Regions from separate parts of the Mus musculus genome. Here regions 1 and 2 are each linked to region 3. A link is a contact called in public HiChIP or PLAC-seq and promoter capture Hi-C data. All regions are on one chromosome and are shown on one strand. Each heading gives the region's core, a stretch centred on a gene start, on an enhancer-like site or on the middle of the called end of the contact. The rest is flanking DNA. Distances are from core to core; before and after follow the strand shown. Region 1 holds the start of Prpf6 (pre-mRNA splicing factor 6). Region 2 holds the start of Helz2 (helicase with zinc finger 2, transcriptional coactivator). Region 3 holds the start of Gid8 (GID complex subunit 8).

The links. Promoter capture Hi-C pulls out the DNA fragments that hold promoters and counts their contacts. HiChIP or PLAC-seq counts read pairs in DNA pulled down with a chosen protein or histone mark.
Region 1: a contact with region 3 is called in a promoter capture Hi-C map of liver, with 3 times the contacts expected there. The contact joins the promoter of Prpf6 here to the promoter of Gid8 in region 3. A contact is called at or near these places in 4 of 39 promoter capture datasets (liver, neural stem cells and pre-B cells), 2 of 484 Hi-C or Micro-C datasets (embryonic stem cells and muscle stem cells), 2 of 115 datasets of contacts at active chromatin or transcription factors (embryonic stem cells and memory CD8 T cells) and 2 of 9 other capture datasets (adipose tissue and liver).
Region 2: an H3K27ac HiChIP or PLAC-seq map of bone marrow-derived dendritic cells shows a contact between it and region 3, with 10 times the contacts expected there. The contact joins the promoter of Helz2 here to the promoter of Gid8 in region 3. A contact is called at or near these places in 1 of 39 promoter capture datasets (macrophages) and 4 of 115 datasets of contacts at active chromatin or transcription factors (bone marrow-derived dendritic cells, extraembryonic endoderm stem cells, memory CD8 T cells and 1 more).

What each region holds. Positions count from the first base shown.
Region 1 is chr2:181,600,017-181,602,716 of GRCm38.p6, forward strand. Prpf6 (pre-mRNA splicing factor 6) reads left to right here and starts at 1,303. Exons shown (of 21, transcript NM_133701.2): 1 at 1,303-1,515. The coding sequence starts at 1,445.
Region 2 is chr2:181,240,673-181,243,372 of GRCm38.p6, forward strand. Helz2 (helicase with zinc finger 2, transcriptional coactivator) reads right to left here and starts at 1,355. Exons shown (of 19, transcript NM_183162.2): 1 at 1,294-1,355; 2 at 1-399. The coding sequence starts at 326.
Region 3 is chr2:180,708,867-180,711,566 of GRCm38.p6, forward strand. It overlaps Gid8 (GID complex subunit 8), which reads left to right and starts at 1,360. Exons shown (of 5, transcript NM_001289652.1): 1 at 1,360-1,484. It also overlaps a transcript of Dido1 not described here.

The DNA.
Region 1 (2,700 bases), core at 53-2,552, 890 kb after region 3:
GTGGGGAAACCTAGGTTCAGCCGGTGTATGTTCCTTGGTTGGCGGTTCAGACTCTGAGAGCTCCAAGGGTCCAGGTTAGTTGACTCTGTTGGTCTTCCTGTGGAGTTCCTATCCCCTTCAGGACCCACAATCCTTTCCCCTGTTCTTCCATAAGAATCCTCAAGCTCAATCCACTGCTTGGCTGTTGGTGTCTGTATCTGTCTGAGTCAGCTACTAGCTCATTCTTTACTGGAGTATTTGCTGACCCTCATTTACGGACCACTTTGCTTTGAACTTCAGGCAATACTCCTATCTCTGTGAAGCCCCTCTGTCAGGCACAGTTCCCTGTGGGTCAGTGTTCACAGACTCAATCCTGCTCCTCCCTAAAAACCTGTCTAGGGAGCCAGGACTGCTTTAGTACCTCACTGAAAAGCATTGGCTGTAGAGGCCTGGTTGTCTGATCCAGCAGAGTCCAGGCTGCACAACTTGCAGTTTTTCCTGTCGGCCCTAGAGTCTGGTGCTCTCCCCATGTGTAGGAGGTGTAAGACAAGTGAGGCTGAGAGGCAGACTGTCTCAACGGGCTGAGACTGCTTTATTTAAACACTGAGGGCCCCTAACCTAAAAGGGCTGGGACATACACACAGAGTAGCTACCAGGAGTTTACAGCTATTTTTGAGGTTTAACTCGGAGCAGGGTTGTTTCCCAGGGGTGGCATACTGCTTCTGCAGGTAGACATCGCCGAGGCTAAGCAACTTTTTATAGCGTGGGGTTAATGCCCTGTACAGCCTAATTCACGGCCTGAAGCTATTATTACACAACAGGTGGGACTGGCATTGTGTTTCGGGAGGAGCTGCACACAGAAAATATCTGTGCAAAGTAGAGTGGTGTGAGTCCACTCAAGCCACTGGGCACACAATCACTCCCAAGCTTGTGACGCTGGCCCACACACTGTTGAGTGCACTATACATCTGTCCTCAGAAGGCGCGCGGGGGTTGGAGTGGTCCCGGATCTGATGGCGTAGTCTGGACCGTCGGTGGCCGCATACGGTTCAGTACAGTAAGGCTAGTCTGAAGTGGTTATGGTGGTTGAACTAAGTGGCTTCGCAGCCTTGCTTGCACCGGAACGCTCCTGAACAGGACTAATGCGTTCCGGCTCCGCGTCAAGGCTGGCATGAAAATCGAACCCACGTCCTTGTGGCGCGATACCGAATACCGTCACGCGCACGCGCGTCTTCCCGCAACAAACACTGCACACAGCGCTGGCCGGAAACACTTTGCAAACCCACATCTTTGACTTCCGCCCGAAGCTCTAGGTGGGCGGGGCTTTCCGTGACCCAGCTCTCTACTTCCGGTGCGCGGGTGACGTAGTGCCTGCATCTCTTACTGCTGCGACACCCGGAGGACTCTGAGTCTTCTGTCGTATACTTGCTCCCCTGCTTTTCTGTGTTTCGGTCAATAACACCGCCATGAACAAGAAGAAGAAGCCGTTCCTGGGCATGCCTGCGCCGCTGGGCTACGTACCCGGGCTGGGCAGGGGGTAAGGCAGTGGGGGGGAGTTTGCCCCGGGTAGGGTGCCTGGTGCCCTGGAACACAGCTCGCTCTTGGCCTATTTGAGAACGATTCTGGACTAGCAGCCACTAGAGCTAGAGAGACCGCGTCTCAAAATAAAACAAAAAACCAGGGGCTGGAGCTAGTGGCGCACGTCTCTAACCCCAGCATTGTTGTGGGGGGTGGGTGGGATGGGATGGGGCAGGGGCAGAGGCCTTCGTTTTTAAGTTAAGAGACCAGCCTCGTCTACATAGCGAATTACAAAACAGCCAGGGCTACACAGCGAGTTTCAGGACAGCTAGAATTACTTAACGAAACCTTGTCTCAAAAACAAGGTTAACTTTCACCGCCACAACTAGGTAATTTGGCATAATGCCTTTCCGACAAAGTGGGTATGCATGTATGTATGTATGTGTCGAAATATGTAGGTTCATGAGGCCTGACTACCACTCTAAGATATGACTGAGGGGTCTGAATCTCAGTGTCTTGGTGTCTGAAGTAATATCCGTAAGCGAGTTGGCTGTAAGAAGCAGTTGAGTCTTTGATGTATACAGTAAGAGTGTGCTATACCTTTCTTCCCTTAAACATTTTTCTCTAGGATGTGTGGCTGTAGGTCACCTGTTCAAATTCTCAGCCGTCTGGACAGAGATGGCAGTGCCACTAGTCATAAGGTGTTGGGTAGATGAATAGTATTTTTCCTACTTTTTATGCATTTGATTAGGGAAACATAAGTCTTCCTTGGTAATGGTAGGAGAAGGGAGGCATTCACAGCCGTTTTCAGAAGACTTGCAGTTCACAAGACAAGTTCGGTATTGGTATAAATAAGCACAAAAAGTAGGACAGAAGTCAAGAGATATTCAGCAGTGTGGCATTTTAGTTGGGTTTACGAAGTGTCAGATTTTGGGGGAGTAAAGGAAAAACGTGGAATTTGGTATAGGCACATAAAAAGGCAAGTAGGTGGCTGGTGAAGTGGCTCAGAGGGTAAAGGCTCTGTCAACCCTGAGTTTGAGTTCCCAGAATTCACGAGGTAGGAGGAGAGAACTGATTCTCTGAAATTGTCTTCTGACTTCTACAGATATGTCAGGTCACACGCACACACTAAATAAATAAATAGTTTAAAAGGGCAGCTGAAGATGTAGCTGAGCAGTACTGACAAAGCCCTGGGTTTGATTCC
Region 2 (2,700 bases), core at 105-2,604, 530 kb after region 3:
AAGGTGCATCTATTCCAGTGACGCCTACAGCCCAACCCTGGCCTATAGTAGTGACAGACTTGATAGCGCATAGGCGTTGGGAAGCTAGGCCTGCGGCCCACCTTACGCCAGATCTTGCTCTCTGCTGCTTGCTTGAAGCGGGCCAGCAAGATCTCCCTGGGGCAGGTGTGCTCTACCTCACGCAGAATGTAGGTACTCTCATTGAGGCACTGGGTGCAGCGGGAGCAGCCCAGGTAAAGGTCTACCTTAGCACAGAGTCCGGCTAAGGATGGCCCGTTGGTGGCGGATGTGCTGGCCGACCTCAGACTGCAACCCACGGATGCCATCTCGGACAAAGGCCAGGTCCTTCAGGATTGTGAGCCAGGCTTCTGGGCAGCTGCTGTACTGAAACCGTCAGCCCTGGAGAGGTGATAGGACAAGAGAAGCAAGTCAGCCCAAGGTCAAGAAGGACCTACACCTCTGTCGGGTGTAGGACAGAGACTTCTGCCCAGTCTTGGCTTGTTGGGGGAACTCTAACTCAACCTTTCCTCCTGAAAGGCCTCTCCAAGTCCTGCCCAAGTGGCTGCTGGAAAAAAAAAAGAGTTGGGAGGCCTCAGAATCCTCCATCTGGTAACTCTGGGGCTCCTGGCCGTCTGAAGAGAGTACCCCCTTTCTTGAGACCTGCTAGTTGACTGCTGGGACTACTATAGCCCACCTGGACTTGGCAACAGGAGCCTCTGAAGGGGAGGACACAGCCTTGTAGAAATTCCGCTCTACCCAGGTTGGATAGCCCTCCTCAGAGCTCCCATAGAGATGCCAGAAGGAGAGGCAATGCCCAGAGCCCAGAGTCTTAGTTAGTACCACCACCCAGCAAGGATGGGCGAGAGAACAGCTAGCTCCCTGAAACACCTAGTCAGGTCATATCTCTCTCTCTCTCTCTCTCTCTCTCTCTCTCTCTCTCTCTCTCTCTCTCTCACTCATACATGCCAAGCAAATAATCTATTACTGACCTATACCCTAGCCCTCTAAACTTTCAAGGCAATCGTTGAGGTACAAAGATTATGTTTTAAATGGAAAGAATGAGCAACAGGCAAAGCCTGCAGTCCCTCCCTGCACTCCTCTGTGGAGTTTTCTAAGTCGTCAGAGCTAGAACCCCATACCCGGCAGCTGGAGAAGCAGGAAGAGGGGTCCATGGAGTTGTCCGATGCTAGGGTCTGTCTGAGGCCACTGATCTTGCCCATTTGCAGGCAAAGGGGTGGTCTTCACACCTCTCTAGGTGGCCCCTCCAGTCCCCAGCCACCACCCCATACTCACCCAGTGCACCAGCATCGACTTAAGAGTAGCGATCAGTTTCGTTTCTGCCCCTGGGGCGACTCAGAACTCTGACGACAGAGCACGGAAATTACCTCACTGCCCCCCCTGCCCCGCCCCTGCCCCGCCCTCAAGTGATAGCCTCCCTCCCAGACCTGGCGGAGCTCCCTGGCCCTAGGAAGATTTCCCCCACTCCCCACCTCCACAGTCCCCTTGAGGTCAACACAGCAGGATTTAACCTGGCCCTTTCCCGGTCCCTCCCCCTACTCATACTTAGACGTCTGTACTCTCTTGTGTGGGAACCGTAAGATGAGCCCCAGGGTAGATGGCTTTAGGATTAAAAAAAAAAAAAAAAAAGCCCCTATTTGGGAGTGGGAGAGCCTTTGCCTATAGAGCCTTGGGAAATTTACTCTGGGTGCTATAGCCAAAGGCTAGGGTCCTTGGGAGCAGGGCCAGACAGGCAAGGAACAGAGAACTCTATGCTGGGGCAGGACCTGTTCCTAAAAGGCACTAGACTTCTTCCTTGAAGCGCTAATAATTTTAGTCAATGCTGTGCCTGGCATGGCCCCCGTGGGGACAGAGTGACATGGTTCCTACCCTTGGAATAGGGTCCTGGTGTGAGCCTCCAGGAGTGTCAAATGGCTGCTGTGGGCATAAGGCAAGTTTGTATAATAATGTACATATTTCACATTCCTTCGAGGAATGTCCTCTCTGTTAACATTAATGACTCCAGGAGAATTAGAAACAGCAGAGTCCAGGAGTCGAGGATGTGGCTATGTCTCTGCAAAATGGTAAACACTGGAACCCTCAGGACAGCCCTTGAGGCTATGGGAAAGAGCTCTAAATACGGGAATTTGAAAATATATAATTTCTTAACTATCCAAAAATATAAGGATGCGATATGAATTATGAGGGGTTTCATGAATTTAAAGGAACAGAGACAGGTACACAATGAGCCAACTTGTCGCAAAGATACAAAAGCATAAGGCATGCAGGTTCCTGAGTTTAAGGTCAGCCTAGGACAGAGCAAGGTTAGACTCAGGCGTGATGGAAACGGTGCATGGTGGAAATAATTTCAGGGCAGGGTCCCAACAAACTAGCATGTCATCTAGGCTTAACTAAGGCAGACAGATCTCTGAATTCTTTTGCAATGTTAAGAGAAAATGTATGTTTGCTGTCTCTGAATCAAAAGGTTGGGGTCACAGGACGCTGATTAATAGGATAATCAAAAGAGCACCTGGAATAAATAAGTGAATTGATATGGAAATTTAAAAACTGGGCTTTTGGTCTGCATGAGATGAGCTAGCAGAATGGAATAGCAGTTCTTTGGAATTTTCTCTAGTGATGGTTAAGCTACCTGGAGATCTCTGGAGAGCAAAAAGAGCTCTTCAAGAGGTTTTTCTTAACAGG
Region 3 (2,700 bases), core at 110-2,609:
TAACATTCTGAGTTAACCCTCTTCTCTCCTCATGATACCAGCCTCTTCCCTTGCACAAGTTTGAGTTGATAATCCAACTTTACCCAGAGTTAAAGTAAGTGCTACAAAGTTTGTCGATACCAACCTGGATAGCTTCGGGTAGAGCTATGGAGTTAAGAGACTGCCACTGTGGTCATTGTGTCTGACAGATCTGCTAAACTGGTCTTATTTTCAGTGACTCAATGAGAAGTTGCTTTCCCTGGACAGTTCATCTTTAAACAAGCACACCCAAACATCTCAGGGCGGACGGACCAACATTCCTTCCAGAAGCATTCCAGAATTTCTTTACATTACAATGACTGAATTTGCATTCACCTCCGGTAGACAATGGACACATAAATATGCAAATACCCATTTAACCGTTCCTATCCGGCAGTGTTAAAGAGCCTCCAACTTCCCCCATCCCTTACCGGAATATCTAACCCATAACAAGGCATTGGGTAAACAGGATTCGGGGTTGGGAGGAATAGGGGTCCCTTCTCCGGCGGCAGAAATCCCCTCCGCCGAAGTTCAGAGCTGGGTCCACACCATACGCCGCTAAGAAAAAAGACACTCACTGTGAGCGCCCAGAAGTAGGGAGTACCCTCGGCGGAGGGGTCCCCACTGTGAGCACTTCTGAAGCATGGATCCGCTCTGCTTCGATGATTGCCTTAGAAGTAGGGATTAACTTCGTGCATGTCCCTGAGAACCCCAGCACTAGGGAGTCACCTTTATTAGTGCCCAGAAACGAGGGAACAACAGTCTCCGCAGTCCGCTCTCCAGCGTGGCCACAAAGATCGCTCTAGGCAGGGCCGTTCTGACGCTGATCAGGCCTCGATTACAACGTTCCCGGAATAAATCCTAGGAGCTCGCTCACATCCGGAGGCCTTGTCTTTGGGACTAGAGCCTGGCGGACTACAAGCCGGGGAATGCCCTCCTCATCTCGCGCACTCCGGTGTTCACACACACCTATTACTCGCCCCACCCCCACTTCACACACACAAAAACAAGAAAAGAGCTGGGACCTTCGTTTCGAACTCAGTCTACACGTCTCCATCCCCGCGCTAGCACTCAGTACGCGAATGCCCCCGCAGCAGCCATCTTGCGCAAAAGCGATGCGAGCCTTTTGACTCTCGCGCCAACCCGTAGAGCCAGAGCCCTGCCGAAGAGTTCTGCGCAAAAACGGAAGTTGAGACCCTGGTTTCCGGCGACCGCCCGGGCGGTCGATTCGCGAGAGGATTCCATTGGTTGCCAGTTCGCATCTCGAAATCTTACGATCTCGCGAGAGGTGTCTGAGGGGCCGACGCCGGTGTAGCTACCTCCGCTCCGCGCCCCGCCCCCGCCCCCGCCGCCGCCGCCGCCTCCGCCTCCTCTATCTCCGCAGTCTCTGCCGCCCCTCCCCGGCCCCGGGAGCGGCCGCGGAGCCGCCACCCAGACACTGTCGCACGGGAGGCGGGATCCGCACGGTAAGATGGCCGCAGCGGGCCCTGACGGCCGTGCCGAGCGTCTCCGCGGGGCTCCGGGGTGGACCGAGGCGCGGAGGTCAGAGGTCGGGGGTCTGTGCCCGACAGGCTGCCCTGCCCAGGGTATCCGAAGCCCAAGGCAAGAGCGGGGATCGGGGCGGTCAGTTCTGCCCTCCACGGCCGGGCCCCGGAGCGGGAGGACTGGAGGCCGCGCTGTTAGTCCGGGTGCTGCCGGGACCCGAATAGTTACTGCAAATGTTCGCACGTCTCTGCCATTAAAGGCGCGGTGAAGGGGACAGCGGAAAGGTGAAGACGCAGCTACTGCGCTAAAAGTCATCCTCGGGGCTTAGGCTGCATCCCCGGCGACTGTGTAACCGCTGAATTTTGGGACCTCTGAGTCCTACAGAAACACTGCCCCCGTCTCTGTCCTTAGCCTTGCTTGATAACCTTTCCCGGCGCCGAGTGGAAATCGAGAGGCAAGGACCTTCTTGGGGAACATTTTTCCAACACTGATCTTTACCTTACTTCTGAATAAAAGTCGAATCGGTGAATTCTGCTGTCATCCTGTGGCATGGAGCGGCATCAACCCGGTTTAGTTTCACTTCCCGCCTCCTCCATACTACTACTACCTTTTGGGCTGCTGGGATCTTCAAGTCCGCCAGAACTAGAAATCCTGGCATGCCCCAAATTCGAAGTCTCTATAGCATTCACTGCGCAAACTCTCCACAAATGGGCTTTGGAATCGTAATGTTTTTTTAAACTTAATATCTTTTTAAAAGACTCTTGTTTAAATATCTTTCCCACAGTATGTGTATATGCGTGTTTCCCAAATTACTGTTTTTAGCGTGGGTCCCCATGACCTGTAATCCAGAGGCCTACCACACCTAACTGCCAGAGTCCTCTGCACCAGACTTGCCCTGCTCCTCCAACCTGTTTTACTTGCATCTCTCCCACGTTGCCATGCTCTCATTTCTAAGGCCTGACACTTGACATGGCAGTCTGTCCGTGCTTCTTTCTTTTCTCTTGTCCCTTCATATTCAGTCCAGCAACAGCTGCCATTAGTTAATTTGGAGGTCAAAGCTTGATCTTGGCTTCTCTTCTGATGTCCACTATACCAGCAGTAGGATATCTCTTTGTTGGACTGCTAAGCTCTTTCCATCCAGTATGCATTCCATTGTCAAACCAGAAACCAGAGCCACCTTTCAATTTTATGACATAG